Regions from separate parts of the Mus musculus genome. Here regions 2 and 3 are each linked to region 1. Evidence: chromatin contacts called from public promoter capture Hi-C data. All regions are on one chromosome and are shown on one strand. The core of a region is the stretch at or near the end of the contact, and the rest is flanking DNA. Distances in the headings are between cores, read along the strand shown. Region 1 holds the start of Dkk1 (dickkopf WNT signaling pathway inhibitor 1). Region 2 has its middle 46 kb from the start of Mbl2. Region 3 has its middle 24 kb from the start of Mbl2.

The links. Promoter capture Hi-C pulls out the DNA fragments that hold promoters and counts their contacts.
Region 2: a promoter capture Hi-C map of the HPC-7 cell line shows a contact between it and region 1. A contact is called at or near these places in 11 of 39 promoter capture datasets (the C10 cell line, the HPC-7 cell line, cranial neural crest and 6 more), 2 of 484 Hi-C or Micro-C datasets (bone marrow-derived macrophages and embryonic fibroblasts), 15 of 130 datasets of targeted methods (craniofacial prominence, embryonic basal ganglia, embryonic forebrain and 9 more) and 1 of 9 other capture datasets (macrophages).
Region 3: a contact with region 1 is called in a promoter capture Hi-C map of the HPC-7 cell line, with 20 times the contacts expected there. A contact is called at or near these places in 24 of 39 promoter capture datasets (the 3T3-L1 cell line, the C10 cell line, the HPC-7 cell line and 16 more), 253 of 484 Hi-C or Micro-C datasets (the 3T3-L1 cell line, 3T3-L1-derived adipocytes, the AML12 cell line and 126 more), 66 of 130 datasets of targeted methods (CD8 T cells, the G1E-ER4 cell line, the NIH/3T3 cell line and 35 more) and 6 of 9 other capture datasets (adipose tissue, embryonic stem cells, embryonic tail and 3 more).

What each region holds. Positions count from the first base shown.
Region 1 is chr19:30,547,649-30,551,529 of GRCm38.p6, reverse strand. Dkk1 (dickkopf WNT signaling pathway inhibitor 1) reads left to right here and starts at 2,034. Exons shown (of 4, transcript NM_010051.3): 1 at 2,034-2,396; 2 at 2,584-2,752; 3 at 3,818-3,881. The coding sequence starts at 2,151.
Region 2 is chr19:30,277,455-30,281,245 of GRCm38.p6, reverse strand. No RefSeq gene overlaps it. Among named protein-coding and RNA genes, the nearest start is that of Mbl2, 46 kb to the right of the region's middle.
Region 3 is chr19:30,255,089-30,258,575 of GRCm38.p6, reverse strand. No RefSeq gene overlaps it. Among named protein-coding and RNA genes, the nearest start is that of Mbl2, 24 kb to the right of the region's middle.

The sequences.
Region 1 (3,881 bases), core at 785-3,284:
CTCACCACCACCACCACATTATTCCACCATCTCCCGGCATCTATGCAAGGTTCAGATCCACTGACTGGTAGGTCTGCGTGGAGCCAGGAAAATCTGATTTATTGTTAGTTATTTGTCCCCCTTTATTATTCCTAATATTCACTTTTAAACAAAATTTTAAAACCTGTTCATTGTTTTCAAATATTTTAAAGATCTGTGGGTAACTAGCCTTGCTACACAATTGCACATATTCCTAATAAAAGCCAGATAAGTACATAGGATTTAATCCATGTTAGACTTTCAACAAACCACAGGAAATTCTTCGGGATGAATGGAGTTTGGGGTAGAATTGAGGCAACATTAAAAGTTACTTGGAAGACACTTAAGTTCTGAAATCCACCAAACAGATATTTAAATATTGTTCATAATATCCCTCCTAGCTCAACTTCAGGGTTATATTTGTACAAGACTGTCATTGGCTATTGTGGGGGTGGGGGGCTTCCTAAGAATAACTATTATAGATAAAGCGGTGTCGTGAATAATTCTAGCAGATCCAGAAGCTAAGGGGCTACAAAGGACATCTCAGCTCACCCTCTCCAACAAGGATTTCAGATCATTTCTTCCTTTTCAGTCTCATACAACAGTTGCTTGTGGTCTCAGATTTATCGATCTGTTCTTAAACATTATCCATTCACATTTCTTATCTTTTGTTATTTCATGACAACTGTCTCTTTTAGCACTGTGATGGTTGGATAAAAGACTGACTTTAATAAAAGTCATTATTACATACATTACCGCTAATTTATAAGCACGGCATTCTTATGTCCATGTTGTTTCTTATTTTACACACTGGGCGAAACCCCTTCAAATTCATTCTCTGATTTAGGTTCAGCACTTCTTTTCCAGGAGGTCCTCTGTTATCTCCCTAGAGGGTTATTCCTCCTGTCCTGTCCTGTCCTGGACGAGGTTTGATTTGGGATCAAAAGCAAGCCCTCTCCTGCTCAGCGATATGAAACACTAATGAGAAAGCCGGGAGCTAAGCCTTCGGGTTTCTTATCTTCTTCTATTAACCCACCGCTGGGAACAGGGAACCAGGGAAAGAGGACTGACCAGGCTCAGGGACCCTGTCCGCTCTGGCTCAGAGCCACTTTGATCTCATGTGTCTGCTTAATCAAGTTCATCTACTGCTGGGATTGACCAGATTCAAAGAACCACATTAAATAGTTTGATTATCGGGTGCCTATTTCCCTCTCCCCTCCATCCCTGATTTAATTTCCAAACGGCAGTCTCTCGCCTCCACCCCCAACCCCCCCAAACTCACCATCAAAAGCGAATTAGTTCTTCCCTTGGCATCCTCATTTGATGTGCAAATTTTCTTGTCTTTGCACATTTTTTTTTCTCCTGGTGTGTGTAGGGTTGGGTGGGGGGAGGGAGGGAGTGGGAAGTGGGGAAGCAACTAGACAAACTTAAAAGACAAGAACCTCATTTGCAAATCGCAACGCTAAAGGGTTAATCAGCAACTATAGGAGCCACCTGGGCTTTTCACAAAACCTTTGATGAATGGCTGCTCGCATTGTATTTAATACTGAATATTATTTGCGTGCGCAGAAAGCGAGGGTACTCATATGGGGAAGAGAAGAAACGTGGTTTTGTATATTCTATCACTTTTAACTCTGACAAGGATTTCAGACAGAACTAACCCAGCCCCACAGCAGAACACTCAAGCTCACAGAGTGCACCCTCCCGCCATTTATTTATTTATTTATTTATTTATTTATAAGTTTGGGCTAGGCTCTAATGCTCTAGTGCTCTAGTGACCCACACTCTAAGGTGAGCTGGACAAGGGGACCACAGTGCAAGGGAGGGGCGAGGGGAGAGTGTCAAAGTCCTCCCTGCTTCCGACACACAAACACTCCCCCTCCCAGCTCCTCCCAAAGCTTTGAAATCCCATCCCGGCTTTGTTGTCTTCCCTGAGGAGCTGGGAGGGCTGGGAGCCTGAGTATAAAGGCAGCCAGAGGTGGCGGTGGCGGTGCAGAGCTGTGCGCCTGGCAGCCAGAGACTCCACCAGCGGAGGTCCCGAAGTTGAGGTTCCGCAGTCCAGACTCTGCAGCCAGCCGCCGTGCAAAGTGACCTCTCTTTTCCTGACCTTTGCCTGTTTGCGTCCTTCGGAGATGATGGTTGTGTGTGCAGCGGCAGCTGTCCGGTTCTTGGCCGTGTTTACAATGATGGCTCTCTGCAGCCTCCCTCTGCTAGGAGCCAGTGCCACCTTGAACTCAGTTCTCATCAATTCCAACGCGATCAAGAACCTGCCCCCACCGCTGGGTGGTGCTGGGGGGCAGCCGGGCTCTGCTGTCAGTGTGGCGCCGGGAGTTCTCTATGAGGGCGGGAACAAGTACCAGACTCTTGACAACTACCAGGTAAGAGGGGTGCTGTGATCCCGACGGGGGTCTCAGAAAGATCTAGGTGTGTGAGATTTGGGGTGTGTTTGGAATCACTGCATTAAGAGCAGCGCGCTTAAGGGGCTTTTGAAGAGGCAGATGGGGACCTTGAAGGTGTGGGTACCAGGATGCTTGAGTTGCTCACCAGTCCGCTCCCTTCCCACAGCCCTACCCTTGCGCTGAAGATGAGGAGTGCGGCTCTGACGAGTACTGCTCCAGCCCCAGCCGCGGGGCAGCCGGCGTCGGAGGTGTACAGATCTGTCTGGCTTGCCGAAAGCGCAGGAAGCGCTGCATGAGGCACGCTATGTGCTGCCCCGGGAACTACTGCAAAAATGGTGAGTCTTGGACTCCTTTTTAAATTAGAACCACCTTGCCTTTGAGGACCCAGGAATCAAATGAAATGCTCTGGTTCTGTCAAAGCTAAGGTGGCGCCACCTGCAAACGCGTGCTCATGCAAGGGTTCTCCTGACACATCGTCACTGGCTTGTGTTTGAGCACTTGAAAGTTTATCTTTCCTTGCCTCCCTCTGTGATCTAACAACAAGACCTGAAAGTGGACCCTTCCATCAAACAATTATCTTCAGGGAGCCTTGGGGCACTTGAGAAAGGGGGAGAGGTCGTTCTGAAAGGGGAGCCAGACGTTTTTTTCTTAAGGTGGACTCTGCGTGGCTTTGCCAGTCTCTCTTTCCTCTAAGGCTATTACAACTGTTGTCAACGGGGAGCTAGAATGATTAATCTCTGCTGGCCAGCTTTTAAAAGAGATCTCTGTACCGCTTACACCCCTAGCTCTCCATCCCTTCTCCCCTTTCCCTCCACCCTCAACTACCTTCAAAGAAGTACTGCCCCCACACACACACACACACAACCACAGATCCACAAAATGTTAATGTCTCAAAGAAGTCTCCAGAAATAAACTTGAGGGGTGGCTAACTTCCTAGGTTACAGCAGCATTCCAGAGTCAACTCACTAAAATCTCCGTAATATCAAAATTATACAGTAAAGTAACTAGCGGGTGAGATCGCAGTCTTCCAGGCAGCCGGAACTGCATTGCGCAGCTAGCACCCAGAGCAGAGAAGTTATTTTTTAAGATTAATTTCTTTTAAGTGACTGGATTTCTTTTTCCTAGCCCAAAGGGTAATATTAAAATAGACAGAAAAGTCTCTACTGCCTCCACTACAATTAGTAGGAAAGCATTTAAAATGGCTATACCTGAGGCGTTCCATACGATTCGACAGTACACTCATTGATACTGCTTTCTCTGGGGAGTTTTGGTAAATAGAAAGGCAGCAACAGCAGTGAGGTAACTCACAGTGGTGTCTGTATAACCCACTGCTCCTGTCTTGGCTATTAGCAGCAACAAACTACAGCCTGAGGATTAATCACTATTTCTGGTTTTCTTAGGAATATGCATGCCCTCTGACCACAGCCATTTTCCTCGAGGGGAAATTGAGGAAAGCATCATTGA
Region 2 (3,791 bases), core at 731-3,230, 270 kb after region 1:
TTTGCTTCGTATGATGCTCTGTGGGGAAAGGATAACACAGAAGGAAAATACATTAACTGAGAAAACTCAAGAGTTTCTGAGTTCATTTAAAGACAAAAATTGAAATATCTGTAATTATAGATTTTTTTTCGCATTAGGAAAATAATTAATAACTGACTAAAGAAAAATGGCACTATCCACTAGCTGGTAGTAATCCTTTCTAAGTTGCAATTTATACCTGAAGGAGGTGATCTATGTTTTCGTAGGAACGATCACTACATTTTTAGCCATCAAGCCATTTTGTGAAGTCTTAGATTTTCTTTCCTTTGAATAGCTACACAGAGAATATGAATGGACATCTGCTAGGTTTTTTTTAAACCTACATCTAAATTTTAAGCTTGTTATTCTGCAGTCTTACCTTTTAATTTCTTATTATTACATTTCACCTTCCAGAAATAAAAGAAAATGATAGTTAACATAAATTTATGAAGAGATCTAGTTCCAATGCCCAGTTGCTGATGCAGGGTTTGAAGCAGAAGAGAAATGGTACAAACATAAGTCTCTTTCCAGTGGGACCCAGAAGCAAAGAGCTCGTGAGAGCCATGTAAATGAATTTGTACTGTTGGCTCACTCAATACTTTTAATTGTGAAGTTAAAATATAATTACACTCTTGTCCCTTGCTTTTCCTCTCTGTAACCACTCAGATCAATGTTTACTATCTTTCAAATTTATGGCCTCTTTTAAAAAAATTATTGTTATGTAATATATATAATAAATGATATATATATTGTTCTCTTCATATATATTTATTGTTACATTTGACATATATGCCTAGTTATATAAATGCAACCTGCTTAGTTCATATAATACTACTTGCATGTTGCATGGGCTGACCACTTGGTGTTGGATAGGCAACTTGTGGGGACTGCCTCTTCCCTGGGGTAAGGCTATTTCTTGACTATCAAAAGCCATTCGAAGAGTTTATGAAGGATATAAAGTGTTCCATTTAAGGTTAGAAGTACAGTTCTGTCTGCAAGATATAGATGATTTGAGATAAGTTAGAAAAAGAGGTAAAATACGGAAGTGTGGACACTGAAGTAGACAAAAATAGTACAGTTGTGACTGGGCGTGGTGGTGCACACCTTTAATCCCAGCACTCGGGAGACAGAGGCAGGTGGATCTCTGTGACTTTGAAGCCAGCCTCATCTACAGAGTGAGATCCAGAGCAGCCAGTGCTACACAGAGAAATCCTATCTTGAAAAACCAAAATCCAAAAGAGTAAAGTTGTAACGTTGCAGAATAGACACCTGTGAGTCAATTAAAGTTTTTTTTTCCTACAGGTAGAAGTTACAGGAGTAAACAAAAATTAGATACTAAGGAAGAAGGGAAAATAAATGAAAGTATAGATTTTTACAAAAGACACTTCAGTTTAGTAATGGATATGGGGGTAAGTTTGTGGAGAAATATTATCAGAAGTTTAGACAGGCAAAGCATCCACTTACAGTCAATTAAAAGACGAATGGACAATGACATTTCTAAATTATCCTAAGAGATGTATAGAAAACCAAATTAATAAAGTGCAAATAGGTGATTTCAGTTTCCAGAGTAAAGGAGGCATCTGGTCTAGGCAGCAAAAGAGCTGATCTGTGCAGTGGTATAGGCATGGAAGACCAGGACAACGGTGAGAAATAAGAGGGAGCCTGATACCTCAGTGTTATGTGTATGAATGAAGAAGAAGGTGCTGTCTAACTTTTTTAAAAAAGAAAAAGCCAGGTACATTATCTATCCCAAAGAGCCTGGGCTGTGTCTTGTGGATAGCGGGAAGCCACTGAATGGGTTGTAATACTATCACAGTGGGGCAGTTATGATGGATGGAGGGCCAGGAATCTGGCAGGAAAAGAGAGACTAATTAGGATGCTCTCGTAATCACTTGGTGAAAGATAATGAGAGTGTTTACTAAGATAGCAGCAGTGGGAAGGGATGTGAGGACAGGGAGAAGATATATTTAGTTGGTTGGGTAAGAGGACAGAGAGTGGAGGGGTCAAAGATGATGACTGTCTCCATTCAAACCACAGGACAACAAAAATCTCTTTAACAATTATGAAAAGGGAAGAATAAAAGGGAATGGGGCCTAAGATAGGGCCAAATAATTAGGCAGAAATGTGCAAAGGAAGTGTAGCGTCTACGTTAGGAGTATGTTCCGAGGAAAGACAGCTCAAGCAGGCTGAGAGGGTGTTAAATGCTCCTGGCTGTCAAGTAAGTTAAGAACCAAAAGTTCCCCCCTCTGGATTAATGGCCAAGGCTCGGGGTGAAAGCAGTTTCAGTGGGGTGGTAGAGACAAAAACCAGACTGAGGTGGGAGGAAGACTAAGGGAGGAAGTGGTAGTGGTCTAGACGCCCTCTTCAGAAAGCTTGGGAAATAATAAAAAGGAGACAGACGGACGGAGGCAGAGAGGAGGGCAGAAAGGGAAGAAAATGAACCTATAAAATAAAGCCAGCATTTCCCTGGATTGAAGTGTTACATATATGTGTGACATTATATACGCGTAGTCACAGATATATGCTTACGTGCATATACACGTCTATGTATGTAACCTATCACCTACATAAATATACATGTTAATTTCTATCTTATATATTTAACTTGTTTTGAATTTACAATATGAACAATTTTAAATTGTAAACGTTGAAGATTAATATTAATTACTATCATTTACTATTCTAGTGAACAATTTTAGGTAATAAAAGTGAATCACAAAATAATATTGCTTAAATTATTAAATAATTAAATAAAGTAATAATATGACTTTAAATTATTAAAGTCATAATATTACTTAAAATATTAGATAGCAAAGACTTACTAGACTGCTGCTTTAACTTACAGGGCATTTCGATGTTGATTCATCAATTTAAAAAAAATTAAATGATGCACAGGAGGAAGTTCCCCCCTCCCTGCCCCTTACATTTTTCATATGTTATTTATTCTTTAACAATAGGATAATTATTTCCAGGTTACCATTTACCCTCTGCAGGCCTCTGGATGTTTATTTTACATAGGCTTGTGCCTTACTGCTAAGTATTTCTTTAGCGTAGGACGTGATATCCCTGAGATTGCCATTCACAGAACATGAGAGTCCACTCATCAAGGAAAACACCGAGAATCTCATCTTGTAATAGAACAAAAAATATTTCCCTTACTGGAGTTCAGATAATATCAGCAATTTTAGAATGAATAAGTTTTCTAAGTTCATGTTCCTAACTTTCTCTTACTACAATGCCTAATCATGTCTGTGTCCACTATGGACCTGATATTGTTCTGATAGTAGGGGACTCAGAAAAATATATATATATATATATATATTCAATGCCTTTGCAGCCTCCAGGGCTTCTAATCCACAAATCAGATCTGTAAATAACTTCTGTACAAACGTTTTCCTTATCCAGCCCATACTCAGACGCCAGCGCCATGTTACGCCCCTTGTCTGGCTTTGACATTTCACACTAGATCGTAATAACCCTTGACCTATGGGACTGAAGGAAGAAAAAAGTGGTTTGCATCAAATTGAGACTGGAGGATTTATTCAGCAGGTGCATATCAGGAGGAACTTGAAGATGAAGCAAGTCCTCTCGCTAAACAGGACAGGGGTTCGATGAGGTGAAGACAGGAGAGTTGTGCTGTACTGGAGAATCATTTTCAGCTTTAATTGCTATAAAGCTCTAGGTGAAATGATTGAGAGTTTTTTCACGACTCTCCCTTGACATCACAGGATCAGTCCCTCCTGACAACCATCACAACAGTTTCGCCTGGAGCT
Region 3 (3,487 bases), core at 781-3,280, 290 kb after region 1:
AAGAACGTGAGAAAATACTTTATTATCTCATTTACTAATAAATAAAACCTATCTCGACAACCCTGTGAGAAGTCACTTGAGAGTCACCAGAACCATACATGCGGCTGCTTTCTGAGTTTCCCAACTCTCTCTTAATAACCCGACACCCACACTTCGGAGTGTCTTGTTCTTTTCCTGGGCTCTTCTCCATGCTTAATCCATGCTTCCTGGTGAACTCCAAGACTGATTCGCATGGGCACATCATCCAGGTCACTTTTTCCTGTGGTGAAGTTGAGACTCTTGGTTTCCCCTCAGGAGAGATCTCAGACCAAAACCTTCAAGCTACTGTAGATACAAGGAGGGAGCATGTGTCTCCAGATGTTTCTCCACTGCTCCTGACGCCTTAGTTCTAAGTGACTTTATCCTTACAGGGCATTTTTAAAACTTATTTTTGAATTTCCACAAATACAAGCAAAAGAATGCATATAAATGTATTTAAAACCTACAATACTGCCTAGCTGATTAGAAGAAGCACAACTTTGAAGGTTAAAATCTGGGCTCTAGTAGCCCCAATAATCTAGACTAAAGTGCTGGTCCCTATACGCCAATTAAAGAAATGAGTCATGGTGACAAGCAGAAAGGGAGCCATTGGATGTGACCACACTGGGAAGAAGAACAAATAAAGCGGTCTAGTGACCCAAGTCCATCTTCCAGATGCTGATGTGAGGATTAACTTCAAAGGCAAGAGGTCGTCCTAGCAGACGTGTGGTCCTGCCTGTCATTGATTCATCATCGTTGTCTCAGTTCTGACAGCCCAGGAACTGTTAAATAATCGATCTGTTCATTGCTGAGGGGCCAACCTTGTCTCCAGGGATAATTGTCCTCATCTGAGAGGACAGTCTGTCCTAGGAGGGTTTGTTCTGAAATTCAGTGTGACTGAGGAAGAAAGTTAAGATAGTAATTTACGTCTATGCCTTAAGCCAAGATACAGGTTTAAAAAAAAAGACAGAAGTGCCAGGCTTTTAATCTGCTTTATTAAATTCTTGATAGGCCTAAGTGGGTATTCAAGTTAGTGTGTGTGCATGCGGGGGGGGGGGGGGGGCTGCATGCTCGATCTCTCTCTCTCTCTCTCTCTCTCTGAAAAGTTAGCAGATGTTTTTAACTACTCAACCAATTCTCTAGCCCCTAAAATAATTTTGCAAAGGCCACTTCTAAGTGTCTGTTACAATTCCATGGAACATGCATTAACACAGCATAGATGAGATCTGAGAAACGTGTATCATATGTATTTATTACAAGCACAGGGCCTGGAGACACCTGAGTCACGGGCAGACATTGCTGTGTGACAATCGGGTACTCGTGTAAAATACAGTAAGTCACTACTTCATTTAGGAGTAAGTACCAAATAAGACAGACAAAATAGAAATATTTTAATGTATATAGTGTATTTTTATTAACGATGTTTCATGATACTAATTATCCCTACAATCCTCTACTTTGGTGTTCTCCTCTGTGGAAGAAGAACAAGAAGATGGAGAAGGAGGAGAAGGAGAAGGAGGAAGAGGAGGAGGGGGAGGAAAAATAATTAGCATTCCTCCATCTTTCCCAGAGCCTACATTTTCAGAAGAACGTGGAGTTATTTGACAACTTTCTCTGCTTTCAACAAATGTATTTTCTGGAAAAGCACTTTCCTGGCTCTCCTATTTCCCAGAAAAAGAAATGTTAAGGGGAACAAAACCATACACTCCTCCTCTGCTCCTCATGGGTCTGAGAATTCTGTCTCTGCCCTGTCCTGCCTACCTTTCAGGCTAATGCTTTGCTGTATTGTTACTCTATTTTGCTCTTAGACTGTGTCATTTCCAAAGCTATTCCTCGGAAACTGTAGTTATGTTTTAATAGATAGTTTCAGCTCCGAGGAATTTACTCGTCCACCCCTCATTACACTGCTTCTGACTTTGACGGATAGAGGAAATAGCCAGCCTGACTAGTCCACTGGGCACAGGCTCCCTGGTCGCCAAGATCACTAACACCTAATGCTTCTCTAATTATAAACATGTCTCATTCCTGGCCAGTTAACAGCCTCGCCACAGGGAGTGACTCCACATCCTGACTGCAAGGCTCCCTTCATTAGCTTAAACTAAACACCATAGCCTTCCAGCTTTATAATAACCCAAGGGCCCTCCCTCCCTCCCTCCCAGGACTGTAGCAGTAGGACAATCTTCATATTTGAACATGGACACAGATAATGATTAATGAGCTCCAACTTTAAACTGAAAATGTAAAAACTAAGGTTTGCTTTGGGGGAGGGGGGGTTGTTTGGTTTTGTTTTTTTAAGGAGCCACTTGTTGAAATAGTAGCTACGAATTGGGGATTTTGTTCTCTCTCTCTCTTTAAAGGCTTACAGTAAGACTCCTCGATGCTACCGACGTTAAGCAAAAGTGGGAAATGAAAGCACATGAACTATGGAGGCTTCACTGCGACTCAATGCTTCAGACATCTGGAAGTGAAAGACAAAAACCATCGAGATTGGAATTGTGAGGCCCTGGTTCACACGTCCTTTACATTTATAATCTAATAATCACACTTACCACCTTGTGTGGAAAATCCTCACCTGTCAAGCTCTGTATGAAGCGCCTCCGATTACCTCGGTTTACATGAGAGGAAACCTTTACAGAGAACGTCAGTACGTTGGCAAGGACACTAAAAAGACACAACTGAAATCTGAACTCTTTGCTCTACTGAAGAATGATGCTGTTTCTCACTGACTTCACTGCCTTCTTTAGGCTTTGATGCCTCCTGATAACATAATATGAAAACATTTAGGAAAGCTTCCTGTCTCTGAATCCACGGACACTTCACAGGAAGCCTCTATTATGTTGATGCATCTATCACAAATAGGAAAAGTAATTTTACTGAACATCTGTTATGAACCATATTATTCCTTAAAATAATTCTTTTTTTTTGTCTTTTTTCCATTTGTTAATTTATTTGTTCACTTTGCATCTCAACTGCAGCACCGTCCCCCAGTCCCTCCCTCACATGGCCCCACCACCACCCCTCTCCTTCACCTCTGAGAAGGGAGAGGTCCCCACCTGGGTACCAACCCACCCTGGCACCTCCAGTCACTGCAGGGTTAGGTATATCCTCTCCCACTGAGGCCAGACAAGGCAGCCCACTTAGGGAAACAGGATCTACAAGTCAGGCAACAAAGTCATGATAAGCTCAGACTCCAGTTGTTGGGGGACCCACATGAAGACCACGCTGAGCATCTGTGACATTTGTGTAAGGGGCCTAGGTCCAGCCTTTGTGTGCTCTTTGGTTGGTGGTTCAGTCTCTGGGAGCCTCCAAGGTTCCAGGTCAAGTTGATTCTGTTGGTTTTTCTTGTGGAGCGCCTGTCTTCTCCAAGTTTCTCAATCCTTCCCCCAACTCATCCACAAGACTTCTTGAACTTGTTCTAATGCTTGGCTGTGGGTCTCTGCATTTACTTCAGTCAGCTGCTGGGTGGAGC